Regions from separate parts of the Mus musculus genome. Here region 2 is linked to region 1. A link is a contact called in public Hi-C data. All regions are on one chromosome and are shown on one strand. The core of a region is the stretch at or near the end of the contact, and the rest is flanking DNA. Distances in the headings are between cores, read along the strand shown.

Region 1 (7,232 bases), core at 3,407-5,906:
GTGCAGAGTGAGAAGAGGGGTGTCTGAGAAGTTAGGGTTTCCATTGCTGTGAAGTGACACCATGACCAAGGCAACTCTTATAAGGACATTTAACTGGGCAGGTTTACAGATTCTGAGGTTAAGTCCATTATCATCAAGGTGGGATCATGGCCTCTTCCAGGCAGGGTATGGTACAGGAGGTGCTGAGAGTTTACACCTTGTTCTAAAGGAGAAGCCTGATTAACAGGCAGTAGGAGGAGGGTCTCTCAAGGCCACCAGCACACTGACATAGTTCCTCCAACAAGGCCACACTTCCTAATAGTGCCACTTCCTGGGCCAAGCATATTCAAACCACCACATTCCACTCCCTGGCTCCCATAGGCTTGTTCAAACACATGAGTCTATGGGGGCTACACCTAGCCATAGTATAATGCAAATTATATTTAGTCCAACTTCAAAAGTTCTCATAATCTATAGCAGTCTCAACAATGTTAAAAGTACAAAGTGTCTTCTGAGATTCATTCAAACAATTAACTGCAATTTCTTATAAAATCAAAAGCAAAACAGCAAAAGCCGATCACATCATCACAGGCTATACATTACCATTTGAAAATGTCATAGTGAGGAAATACTGGACCCAAGAAAGACAGAAAACCAGCCTGGCAAACTCCGAACTCTGAATCTCATGTCTGATGCCAAAGCACTCTTCAGATTCCCAACTCCTTTCTTTCTCCTGGGCTGGTTCCACTCCCTGTGAGCAGCTTTCCTCCACAGGTATCCCATGGCGCTGGCATCTTTAATATCTTGGGGTCTGCAAGGCAACTTCAGCGTTACAGCTTATTTCAGTTCCTGATAGCCACACATGATTTTCTGGGCTCCTCCAAAAGGCTTGGGTCACTCACTTCTCCAGCTCTTTCTGTAGCACTTTAGGCTCTTGTTGACTCCACTCCACTGCTGCTGCTGTTCTCGGTAATCATCCCAGGGTACTGACATCTCTAATGTGTTGGGGTCTTCTGCTGAAACTAGGCTTCGCCAATAGTCTCTCATAGGCTCCTTTCATGGTACCAAGCCTCACCTTCTTTGCATGATCCCCTCTGGCCTGTACCATCAACTGCAACTGAGGCTGCATGCTCACCAGTAGTAGTCTTCCCTGTCTCTCACAGTGCCAAGCCTCAGTTTGGGTGGGATCTTGCCCCAAAGTCACCACTCTTTTTTGTTTATTTATCTCCTTGAACATAGGACAGCTCTATTCTATTTCTTGGTGCCCCTTTGTAGTACTACTTAATTAATCCTACTCAAATCATATCAACCCTGGGTGGCAGCAGCACTCCATGATAACCTTCCCAGTGTTCTGGGTTTTTGAATGAAAGATACACACACACACACACACACACACACACATGCCCTTATATTTTAATATGCCTTTAACAGCTCAGTAGGTAGGCCACTTCCAAACCTCCATGTGGCTAACAACCCCCTTCCCCCAATATTCCTGAGTTATTACTTCCTAAGATCTGTATTACATCTTTGTTACCCTAGACCCAGTTGGAGGCTCCTTGGGCCTGCTCTTCCCCAGCTCTTCTCTGTCCTCTGTACTTCTCAGGTGTGATGTCTCCTCCAGCATGGCAGCTGTCCCTCTGCTTCCTGGGTCTCTTGCCTGGGAATCCTAAAAGTCCTACCTCTGTCCCCCTGCCCAGCCACTAGCCACCTGCAACTTTATTTACCAATCAAAACCAACTGGGGACAGGGTTCTATGTGCAGATATGGGGATTCTTGTGCAATTTGGGGGACCCAGATAACATAGTACTAGTGGCATTAGACCAGATCTGCAATAGCCCTTTATTCTTTTAACCATACAGTTTGTACTTTTCCTTCGGAAGCTCACTCCTAGTCATCAAAAGTCTCTTCCTAAGAGTGAACTTTAGTAACCGCACAGCAGAATCTATACCAGACCGTTTTGACACTTTCTTTGTCAAAGCAATTAATCTAAATCTCTTTACCTTAGCCTCAGGCAGACTCTTTGAACAAAGCCAAAAAGCAGCCACATTCTTTATCAAAATATTACAAGAGCAGTCTGTAGGCCACATACTAAAACTCTTCTCTTCTGAAACCCCTTGAGCCAGTAGGCCTATACAGTTCAAGTCACCCTCAGCAGCACTGTCTTCCATATTCCTACTAGGATGGCCCATCAAACCCAACTAAAATCATTCCATGGCTTTCCAAATCCAAGGTCCCAAAATCCACATTCTTCCAAACAAAAACATGGTCAGGCCTATCACAGCAATGCCCAGTCCCTGGTACCAACTTCTTTCTCAGTTAGGGCTTTACTGCTGTGAGCAGGCACCATAACCAAGGCAAGCCTTATAAAGGACAACATTTAATTGGGGCTGGCTTACAGGTTCTGAGGTTCAGTCCATTGTCATCAAGGCTGGCAGAGTCCAGGTAGATTTGAGGATCTGAGAGTTCTACACCTTGTTCCAAAGGCAAACAGGAGAGAAGAACCAGGCAGCTAGGAGGAGGGTCTCTCAAAGCCCAACTCCATAGTGACACACTTCCTTCAACGAGGCCATATATGCCTCCTGATAGTACCACTCCCTGGGCCAAGCATATTTAAACCACCACAAGGGATTGACCATTTTCAGTTGCTGCACTATTCACATAGAGTTAAATTTATTTAATGATAGAATTTTGAGCAGTAGGCCCCAAAACTGGAGAGATAAGAGAGGCAGGTGAGGAATGGTGTGGTTTTTGTTGGGTGTTTTTAAGTTGTTTTGGTTTCTAAGTCAAAGGCTCCCCTCAAGCTGTCCATTCTCCTGCCTCGGCCTTTTGAATGCCAAAATTTAGATATTGTCCTTTCTTATTGTCCATCTGTGAACTCCACCTACATCCGCCTCCTGCCTCCTGTTGCTAGGTACTGAACCTGGGACCCTGTGCAAGCTTACCACTTGGGCATCTTCCCAGCCCAAGAGAGCCCTACTGCATGTCCATTTGAAGTCATTTATTAAGAATTGATTTCTGGGGCTGGTGAGATGGCTCAGTGGGTAAGAGCACCCGACTGCTCTTCCGAAGGTCCGAAGTTCAAATCCCAGCAACCACATGGTGGCTCACAACCATCTGTAACATGATCTGATGCCCTCTTCTGGAGTGTCTGAAGACAGCTACAGTGTACTTACATATAATAAATAAATAAATTAATTAAAAAAAAAAAAAAAAAAAAAAAGAATTGATTTCTGTGAGGAGATGATGAATGACTTAAGAATTTGTATTTCACATAATGTTTGGCATATAAATGCAGTTTGTATTTCAGGTTATGAATTTATTATTTTATTTTAGGTTTTTTTGTTTTGTTTTTGTTTTTTGTTTTGTTTTGTTTTGTTTTTTTGAGACAGGGTTTCTCTGTGTAGTCCTGGCTGTCCTGGAATTCACTTTATAGACCAGGCTGGCCTCGAACTCAGAAATCCGCCTGCCTCTGCCTCCCAAGTGCTGGGATTAAAGGTGTGTGCCATCATACCTGGCAACTGAATAACTTTGGCATAAATATACTCATACTATTTTTATCTGCTAGATTTGGTAGTTCTCCCCCTATATACACAGTGCTCAGCGATGCTTGTGGAGGAACCTGAATTGGAATTGATAGAGTGAATGTTTTGGGTTTTGTTTGTTTTATTTTTGAGACAGGATTTCTCTGTGTAGAGCTTGCTGTCCCCAAACTACCTCCATAGAACAGGCTGGTCTCAAACTCCCAGAAATCAGCTTGCTTCTGATTCCTGAGTCCTGGGATTAAAGGCTCAAGGAAGAAAACGGTCTCAAAGTTTACACTGTAGTAAATAATAACGTGGCACATACCTGTTCCAACCCTCAGGCAGGGGGATCTCTGTTAGTTGTTTGTGCTGGCCCAGGATACAAGAGCGATGCTTCTTAGGTTTTTCTTTGTTCTGAATGGAATTTAAGATTCTAAGGTTGTGTCTAAAGCAGGGCTTTTATAACCATTTTGCTTGAGAACATTTTATGTGGCCCTGGGAATATATAGATATATAATATAACTCAAGTGTTCAGTAATAATAAATTTTAAAGAAATTTTAAAGAATTTATTTTTAAATGATTATTCGGTTATATGTAGAACCTTGCCATTTACTAAAAATGAAAGAAAAGCTAAGATAGGTGATCTTTGGTTTTTGCACAAAGAATTAAACTTGGTTGTTACTTGGTGCATAGAGCATCAAGGAGATTTTTTAAGTGTTGTTTGACCTTTGTTTTTGTAACCATCAGTTCACATAAACATAGTAGAAAATGACAAGCACTTCTAGGGCCATTTCAGAAACTGTTGGAAATTCTGTCCTAATCCCAAGCCAGAATTCATTGAATGATTTATTCATGTTTATGAAATTCATGTTAGCAATTTCACAATAAAATCCCAGGATAGAATAGTTTGATACTCCTATGCCAAGGTTTGGCAGGAGGAATATAGTAAAGTCTTAGTTTTCTGTAATTAAGCCACGCTTTTGGTTTTGACTTTTTTTTTTAAAGATCACAAAAGGTGTGTCCAGCAAAATGACTGCAGTTTATTAACATACACCAGTTTTTGAATCCCAGCCAAGGGGTTTCAGGCAGCATTCAGTTAATGTTGCAGCATGGTAGCGTGTTGAGAGAGCACGCACAGGGCAGAGAGTGCATGCTGTGTGTTCAGGCTAAGGCTGCCGTGATGCTGTTCAGTGCGGTATTGGCTAGGGCTGCCCAAATGCCAGGGCTCCTTACACATTTGGCTTAGAATTAGCTTGTGGTGGTGTTACTGTTGCCAAAGCTTTGGTGGTTCCTGGATTCAGCTGCACAGCTGGATACAGGGTCGAGAGACCTACAGATAGGAGACCAGTGTTCTGACCCTCGGGTCAACATATCTTCCATATGTAATCATAAACTGCTGTGTTTTTCAAAAACAAATTGAAATTTTTTTTTTTTGTAATTATGTTTCTTTAGGGAACTAAATGGTGAAATCTTTGATCATTTCCTTTTTCAAACAGCAGAGGGAGGCAGTGTTATATGCAGTAGTGCTAGGAAGATGGGATTCAGTGGGTAAAGAGCTTGCTACACTGAGGACCCAGATTTCTAGAACCTGCATGAAATCAGGTGGGTGTGGTGGCTGTTCGTGCTTCTCAGCATCCAGGAGATAAGCACAGGAGATCCTTAGAGCAAGGTGGCTTGTCAGACTAGCTAAAATGTTGTACTCTACGTTCAGTGAGAGACCCCATCTCAGGATAGAAGGTGAATGAATGAGGGTCACATCTGATATCTTTGTACACGAATTCACACACATGCAGGTACACTCATACATGCAAATAAATAAAATGTAGACAATAATCTTCCATGGTTCTGTAAAGTGCGCTGGCATATGTAAAGCACTAAGCACACAGTGCTACTTACCCTCATAATTCAGAGTTTTATATGGGCTCTAAAAAAAGCAGAGAAGGCAATCCCTGCTACCACAGATGACATTTTAGCATGCTTCCCTTTAAACATCCAGATCTTTTGAGCAGAACTCATGCCATAGTCACCGTTGGCATTTTAGTATATGTTCCACTGAATAACCAGCTCTTTTCCAGTGTGTATGTTGTACATTGGAATGTTGTTTGCAGTCTTCAAGCAGAGTCATATGACATAGGATTTTGGTGGTCAATCAGACATACAGTGGGAGGGAAGAATATGTTGATAGCTTGGCCTTGTACAGGAAATGTTGCCCTGACTCAATCTCAACCTGCAGTAAATATTAGAATTAAGCAGTTAGAAGAGGTGAGGGAAAACCAGCTTCCTGTAAATTGCCCTCTGACCTGCACATGGTTGAATAAGGGTAGATTCCTGAGTCCGCTCACAGGTTCCTGAGATACTGCTCTAACAGCCAAGGAATTTGACTGCTTAGAATGCTCAGAAGGTTTCATCCTGAAGAGCTGCCAGAGAGCCTCAGGTCCTGAGGAAACCCTTCTCCCACCAGTCTGTGGCTCTTGCTCAGAGAAGGGAATGGATACCATGGCTGCTTAGGAGTAGTGCTGGAGCAATTGTCCTCTGAGAGAAATGAATGAATTCTCTTACACACAGAGTCCTCAGAGGTGGGCTGGTGGTATTATAATACTGAGAACTGGTGAGCCAGCACAAAACTGGTTCTTACAGATGGCTTATAGCTACTTCTCTGATATATGATCATCTCTTAAAAGCATTTTCTGTGTACTTGAGAGTAATATTTAAATTACCAAAGTTTTAAGATAATTGTGTGTTGGGGGATGCATGCATACGCATGTGAGTGAACGTGTGTGAAGGCAGGTCAACATCTGGTGTCTTCCCCATTTCCCTTTTTGAGACCTGGTCTCTCCCTGAACCTGGAGCTCAGTGATTGGCCGGCAAACCTGAGGGATCCCCTTGCTCGCACCCCAACCCACCCCATCTCTATCTTCTTCGCTTTGGGGTTGCAAGCTTCCGTGCCCAGCTTTGTACATGGGTACTGAGGGTCTGAACCCGGTCCTTAGGCCTGCGGGGCAAGCTCTTTACCAACTGAGCCATCTTCTCAAACACTTAAGGAAGTTTCACTTAAACACAAATAAGTTTGCTTATTGATGGTTACAATGAAAACATTTCTGAAACTGGGCAGATAATTCTAGAAGTATCTACCAGAGTCCTCAAGACTTAAATTTAAATTTAAATTTTAAGAGCATGTATGAATTGAAAATTAAGAATAAAAAGGAATTCATACTTCTCCCCATCTTTTGAACTTCTACGAGGTTGCCTTTCATGGTTTATGGTGTGCATGCTACTGTCTTAGTGAGTGGATTAAGTAGAACTTCAAGTTGGATCAGCTTGTGCTAAGAGATAAAGGCCTCTTTGTTCAAAGTGCACAAATGCCCAGGTTACAGTGGCTTTCAATAAATGTAAGTGCTAGTATATGGTGCTCTTCAGGTGAAACAAGGATCTTTTTAATAAGAGTAAAATTTTTATAATTCTTCAGATCTAACTTTGTATAATGTAGGCAAACTATCAAAGACACTTAATTCTTAAAAACTTTGATTAGTTATGAAAATTGCATTTTTGCTGTTTTATGTATCTTAGGTTGAGTAATGGGTTTTTTTTTTTTTTTTTTTTTTTTGCTGTTTCTTTCAGATTGAAATTAAAATGAAAAAGCCAGAGGCGGTGAGATGGGAAAAGCTAGAGGGACAAGGAGATGAGCCCACACCGAAACAGTTCACAGCAGGTTTGTACCCTGGCCTCCTGAA
Region 2 (7,232 bases), core at 2,317-4,816, 60 kb after region 1:
CTACTTCATGACATAGTCGGTGAATGACTGACTCTCCAGGTTGGATGAGGTGTCCAATGAGTGGTGGAATTGATAGCTTGCTCAGGTTGTACAGAGTGCTGGAGCCAGGACTCACAAACTCATTTTTTTTCACCCTCAAACCTCCTCTTGTCTTGGGGCTCAGAGACCTATCAGCCTTTGACTCAAGTCTGTTTCTGTTAGTGCTTTGCCCTCCCAATGAAGCTTTGTTATATATGGAATGCAAAATGCGAAGGAGGCACCTCTGGAAGGTAATTTAGATGTAGTTAAGGTCCCGAGGATGGAGCCCTCACTGCAGGATTTGTAAGAAGAGAGAGATACACCCTAGAGTTTTCTCTGTCCCTATGTAAGGACAGAGCAGGTAGCTGTTTGTTATCCAGGTAGAGCCCCCACTAAGAGCCCTGCCACCTTGACACTGGACTTTCCAGCCAGCCACTCTGCTATTTTGCGACAGCCATCCAAGCAGACCAGCACAGCGCTCCAGGCTCACTCATCAGCACGTACTTACCCCATGGGTTGTTCTTTTAGGACTCTGCTTTTTGTTGTTCAGCATCAGCTAGGGATACATGGCTTGTTGCTTTCCCTTTCTGCTCCCTTGCCTTCCAACACTTCTATAGACATCAGAGTTTACAAGAAAAAAAGTCTCACGCCACACGATGCTCAGAGCCAACTTGTAAGGCCATTAGCAGACGTTTAGCCTTCATCTACTGGGAAGATACTACTGGGAAGCAACTTGCCGTGACCACTCAGGAAAGACTAGGACTCAGAGCCCCAACCTCAGTGATCCTTGCTGGGAAAGAGAATCCATTTCTACTCAAGAGCAGGTTGCCTTGCGATTGGGAGAAGCTGATGGGGTGAAGGCAACCCAAATGGCTTTGTTGTTTGTTTCTGGCATTTTGCCACATAAGCACAGAGAATTTTGGAGAGGGTCCTATACCCAACACCAGGACAGGATCATTTTTTCTGACCTACCCCCAAGAGCTACCAAACAAATGTAGCTGTCACTTCTGCACACTGGATGAGTTAGACTTCAATCTATGGTCTTTCTATGAATGCCACTGTAACCCTTGGAGCATCCCACATCTCCAGCATGTCATTCAGTTTCCCTGAGCCATTTATGTGGTGTCTCTCTCTCTCTCTCTCTCTTTAAATATGTATGTGAGTACACTATAGCTGTTTTTCAGACACACCAGAAGAGGTCATTGGATCCCATTACACATGGTTGTGAGCTACCATGTGGTTGCTGGGAATTGAACTCAGAACCTCTGGAAGAGCAGTCAGTGCTCTTAACCACTGAGCCATGTCTCCAGTCCTGATGTGGTCTCTTAACTGGACCTTTAAGCTCTGCTGTATCCAATATCTTCTGGATACAGCACACACACACAATTGGAAGTAAAACACATATTATGAAAAGAAAAGTGACTGTGGCAGAGTTGGATGAGGGAAAGGAGAGGGCCTGGGGGATGCAGACTTTCTGTGGTAGAACATTTGCATAATATGTGTAAGGCATTGGTTTGAACCCCCAACAATGTAAAACAAATACTCAACAAACAGCAAGAATTGTGCACCCCAAACCAACCAATGCCCACCCCAAGACACACACACACACACACACACACACGCACATGCACACACACACCACAGATGACAAGTTTAGTAAAGACTTGAAAATCATCTCTCTCTCTCTCTCCCTCTTTCTCCCTCTCCCTCTCCTTCTTCCTCTCCCTCTCCCTCTCCTTTCCCCGCCCCCCCCCCCCGTCTCCCTCTCACCCTCCAAAAACTAGGCCTTATAAATCTTAGGCAGGCAAACACTCCAACACTCAGCTATATTCCAAAACCTGAACACTTCTCTTGCTGTTTCTGTTAGAATGTCAGCTCGGCGAGTGCAGGCTTTTCATGGACTTACACCACACCCTCATTAGACAGCAAATATTAAGTAACCCATGGAAGAACAACTACACACAGCAACGTCAGCCCTGCTAAGGTCTTAGGTTTGTGTGCTGCGTCACTGAAGATAAATTCCATTTAAATGTGTTATGCTAAAGGGTATGCCAATCCTTGATGCCACAGTCCAAAAGGAGAGAAAAATCAATAAAAACGAAAATGATCACTGTGGAGTAATTTATAATGAACGAAAACACCAGAAACAGCTAAGAGTGAGTAGTTAAGCAAATTATGTCATGCCATTTTGATGGACTATCATATAGTCACTAAAAATTGTAATTATGCTGTCTGCATAGAGCGTCAGATGCTTATGATATAATGTTATTGCAAAGTGGAAGAGCAAATTGAATGTGCATTTGATTACAACTCTAAAATTCATGTTTACATGTGGGCAAGGCCTGGCAGGAAGCAAGAAGAATGCAAACAGATGATTTTTGGCTGGTGGGCTTATGAGGGATTCCTCTTGGAGTTTGTGTTATACTTATCTTGTTGTTTGTTCAGTTTTTAAAAGGGCTACTCAGCCCTTTGGGGGACCACTTTCAAGATTGTGAGCCCGGGGCAGGCATGTAAATGGCAACCCGGAAGGCAGATCTTGATTGCAGCTCTCTGCGGGCCTCTCCTGGGCACCAGGCTCTGCGGGTGGGAAGTCTCTGATCCAAGGCTGTTTGCACGCTTGTTCCCAAACAGAACGTTGCTGCAGAAACTCAACCATGGGTGAATATTTATGCTTACATGAGCTCCTATTCATAGCCATTTACCACCCCACCCTAACCCCCATTTTAGAATAACTATAGCACAGGCTGAGAAAGTATGGATGGGATGTTGTAGAGAGAATTGCTTATTGGGGTGGAAGCTTGAACTAGATGATTCCTGCTAGGTCTAACTCACCGCCCACACAGCCTTGGCACGCCACACCCAAGCTCTGTGTGCTTGCGACCCTTTCACTTCTCCTGGCAGATGTGACACATTAAGTAAGGACCGACACACCCGGGATGGATGAACCAGGCTCTGAAGTCAGGGAATCCTGGGTTGAATCCCCGTTTCTCCCTCCAATGAGCTTTGTGACTATGGATGAACAACTTTTTATCTCTCTCAACCCTGGTTTAATCATCTGTCAAGCTGGGTCATCAAAACCCACCCCCGCAGGTTGTAGAGAGCACTGAAACGAAGCAAGGCACCCAGATTCCCGGACAGAAGGGCAGGCTCGGAGGAGGTACTGATTAAGTAGAACCATTCAGCGGTAGTTCGCAGGGCTAAGCTGGTGGACTTCCTCCACCCGTGGACGCGCAGGAATAGTGACTTTCAAGTCAAGGCTGGAGGAGCAGAGCAAGGGCACCAGAGACCGAAATGTGTCGTCCAACGTAGGCTGCAGTAGAATGGGGCGGCTGAGCGTTGCTGCCAGTTTGCAGATGGTAAAAATACTGCCCCTCCCAGGAGTAACTGTAACCAAAACAAATGTGAACAAGCAAGAGGCTCCTAACTTTTTATTTAATTGAGAGAGAGAGAGAGAGAGAGAGACATAATCTGAGAATCACCACACCCAGTTACTCTGCCTTCACTACCTTCCCTGCTGCTGTGACCAGACCACCCGATCAACTTCCCTCCCCTCCTGCAGTTCAGAGGAACCTCCCCCAACAAGGGGGAGCCTCTTTTCAGAAAGAGGCTAGCTCCATATGCTAGAGGAATTCTTCTCTCTTTTAAATCCCTCACGGTTCTCCTGGGACTGAACTTTCCACTGATTCAGAATTAATTTAAAAAAAAAAACAACCTAGTTACATAAGAAGTAGATAAAATAAAACAGAAAACTGGCTTCACAGTTACGTAAGAGTTGGGTACTCGAAAACAGAAAAAAAAAAACCCAAAAATCTTTCCACTTTGCTAATTTAATGTAAAGGTTTGTTTTCTCTTAGTCTCTGCCTTTACTTTGCTCAGGAAAATAAAAATGTTGACAGACAGAAAAACGCAGTGTTTGTTATTTTTCACCAAGTTTAAAAAGCAAGGAGCAATTTGAGTTTTCAAAAGCACACCCTGGGTACGCCAGAACTTTGTGATATTTCAGGAATGCAGAAAGTGAAGGAACCGGCACACCGCATGAAAAGATTCAATACAGTGGACGGTGTTTCCAGAGTCAACAGAAAACCCCAGGGGCTTTTATGGCATCTGAAGATTGGTTTTAAGAAACCCACCGGGCCAAGTGTTGTGCTGAAGCCAATCTATGAAAAGGACTGGACAGAGGCACTATTCATAGCGAGTGGGGATTTGTGCAGAAACTGCTTACAGATTTTCTGACAACCCTGTCTTTCAATCCAGATGAATGAAGCACTATTGTTTGGCCATGAGGAAACTTAATAAAAAAAAGTTGTCACTAAAGCTGTTTCTCATTGGGTGCAAGTATGTGGAAATGACAGTCTTTAAATTTTGCTTGAAAAAATGAAATTACACTAGACATCAAAATCAATGTCAAAAATGAAGCTAACTTTGAATTTTAAAAAAAAGTGACAGTCAAGTTAATAGATGCATTCACGGCTCCCTGGCACACGAGGGCCTGAGCAGAGCGCTTTGGGTGATGGGGAGACTTCGCAGATGTCTACTCAACAGTTGCATTGTTAGATCCTGCCTTTCCAGGCTTCAGTTTAACTCGTGGACCTGGTGGATGGCTGAGTGGTGGTGTATTACGATACATGTAGGTCTTCAAGAACGGTGGTTTTTCTTGGTTGGATCTCGAGTCTTAAATACTGTGCTGCACATGCATGAGGCATGCTAACACTTCTGTACTTCCTAAGGTGTCTGTCATTTGTAGAACAGTTTCAATTGACCTGTGTAGACCAGCTTCAATACCCACTGAGCTGGAAGAGTCAACAGAGAGCCTTGGAATTCTCTCAACGTGTCTGTCTCGATAGATCCCACTCAAGAAGGGAGATTTATTTCTCCGTTTTCTTCAAGGATCGGTGGTTTAGCAGAAATTAAAATGGATTTGCAGTCCAGTAAGCGTGGATTTGAATTCTTGTGGGAAAAGGGTGACTTTGGAAATTGGAATATATGTATTAAGTGAGCCAATCACAGCTATTACGACACCTTGAAAAAGAAAATTCTCACCTTCAGAGCTTCAGCTCACTGGTCCTACAGGTAACATTGTTGTCCCAGAACAATCAGGAAGGTTCCATGGAGTATTATGTATTAACAAGTGCTTTGTATCTTGTGTAGTACTATGTTAGTTGACTTTCTGTCACTGTGACAAAATACTCACAATGATCAGCTTATGACTAAGAAAGGTTTACTTTGCCTCCTGGTTCAAAGGTTTCAGTCCCTGGTTGCTCGGCTCTGTTGCTTTGGGCCTGTGCTTCATGGTATATCATAGCCGGAGCACATGGCCGTGGAGACCTACTCACTTCACAGTGGTTGAGAAATAAAGAGACAAGCAAGGCCTTGGGTCCCAATTTCCCTCTAAGGACACATGCCCAAAGACCTAACTTTTTTCCAATAGGCTACTACTCAAGGTGCTTCTGCCTCCAGTAATAATGCCACTGGCTGGTGACCAAGTCAGTGACACAAGGACCTTTGGGGTGGGGTGGGGTGGGGACATGCTCTAGCTCCAAACTACAGTCTGCACTACACTAATTCAACCATGGTTCTTACTGATATTGACTTGGCCTTTAGGAAATCTCTTGGCTTTCCAGGTCTCTGAGTTTCCCTCTCATAAAACAAAGAGAGCAAGTCTTTCTACTTCAGAGAGGTGCCTTTTTATTACACATAGGTTTTTTTTTTTTAAGATTTATTTATTGATTATATGTAAGTACACTGTAGCCGTCTTCAAACACTCCAGAAGAGGGAGTCAGATCTCGTTACGGATGGCTGTGAGCCACCATGTGGTTGCTGGGATTTGAACTCCGGACCTTCGGAAGAGCAGTCGGGTGCTCTTACCCACTGAGCCATCTCACCAGCCCCTACACATAGTTTTTTATTGCAATTTATTTAGTGTGTGTGTGTGTGTGTGTGTGTGTGTGTACTATCAGGAGTCAATTCTTTTACCATGTGCGACCCAAGGACTGAACTTAGGAGATGAGGCTGACAAGTACTTTGACCCTCCGAGCCATCTCTCCAGTCTATAAAGATGTCCTACATTCCCAAAAAGAAATTATATGGAAAAGTTGGTGCGACTGCATATTTCCTTGTCATTATGCCAACATTTCACATTAACTTAAAAATATCCAAGTGGAATAGCTTGTGTATTATCCACTCTGGGATGCTTTAATGATGTCAGTAGCTTATTGAATGCTATCATTCATTTAGTTTGATCTACCTACAGATGATTTCTAAGATTTTGAAAATCCTTTAAACACGCAAAGGCATAATTATAATGCAGAGGCTTTTAAAAAAAAGTCATTGCCCTTATGTTATCAAAAAGCTCCTTTCAGTGACCTCGCAGGGCAACTCTTTCTGAAAGTGGCACCAACATACCCACCTTTTCTCCTGTTCATGGCTAATGCCGCTCTTGCTTTTTTAATCTAATGGCTTGGTCAGTGATACAGGTCTGACACACGGCATCCAGAGCAGCTCTAGTTTCCTTGCTGGCCCTCTCATCCTCTGCATATCCAGAAGAAGGGCCGTCTTTTCTCATTGGTGTGAAAGTAGTTGTAAGGGATAAAAGTTCATTTTGGCTCACAGTTCCCTGGCATCCTCTGTCATTGGGGAGGCCGTCGGGGCTGCTGGGGCTGGGAGAAGAGAGCGACAAAGGCTTGTGCTTAGCCTTTTCCTTTCCATATAGTGCAGAACCCCACCCCAGGGAATGGTATAACTTTTCATGGAGATCTCCCCGCTTCAATTAATCTAGTCAACATAACCCCCCACAGGAATGCTCAGAGGCTAACCATCGTCTTGCAGAAAGCCTGGATGCTTGCCACCTAGACGAGGCCAGCTCCTGTCATCACAGATGGCCTTTGTTACAATACAAGCAGTACATGGGAGGGATCTTTCTTTGCAAGGCTGAGAGGGAGCCCGAGAGATGCTATGGAAACAGAGACATATAGACAGACGAGATGGACCTTACCAAGCTGTGTCAGAGGCATCCTTGAAGATGGGCCTTTTCTTGATGTGCAGTGAGCCTGTAGCTTTTGACTCATTTAATGAGGTTTTGATGGCTTTTAACACAGTGCTCTCAGAAAGTCTTCTTGCTGTGGCAATTTCTATCAGGGCTTTTATGTAGAGAGGGTAGGTTGAGCCCCATGGAGGGCATAAGGAGCAGCCCTAAGACAGATGCTGTTGATTTTATC

What was found. A called contact is a pair of places that touch in the nucleus more often than the background predicts.
Region 2: a Hi-C map of forebrain shows a contact between it and region 1, with 4 times the contacts expected there. The contact joins two enhancer-like sites. A contact is called at or near these places in 5 of 484 Hi-C or Micro-C datasets (cortical glia, embryonic stem cells, forebrain and 2 more), 4 of 115 datasets of contacts at active chromatin or transcription factors (embryonic fibroblasts, embryonic stem cells, heart atrium and 1 more) and 2 of 9 other capture datasets (adipose tissue and pancreatic islet).

What each region holds. Positions count from the first base shown.
Region 1 is chr14:79,612,590-79,619,821 of GRCm38.p6, forward strand. It overlaps Sugt1 (SGT1, suppressor of G2 allele of SKP1 (S. cerevisiae)), which reads left to right. Exons shown (of 13, transcript NM_026474.6): 11 at 7,120-7,210. Among named protein-coding and RNA genes, the nearest start is that of Sugt1, 29 kb to the left of the region's middle. Within about 2 kb of position 4,657, at least 16 of the 459 cell types and tissues checked have an H3K27ac peak or open chromatin away from gene starts, as enhancers often do. A contact at or near this core is called in adipose tissue and forebrain, where this site is marked.
Region 2 is chr14:79,673,960-79,681,191 of GRCm38.p6, forward strand. The region is part of intron 2 of Gm41218 (a long non-coding RNA gene); the gene reads left to right. Among named protein-coding and RNA genes, the nearest start is that of Gm41218, 15 kb to the left of the region's middle. Within about 2 kb of position 3,567, at least 52 of the 459 cell types and tissues checked have an H3K27ac peak or open chromatin away from gene starts, as enhancers often do. A contact at or near this core is called in adipose tissue and forebrain, where this site is marked.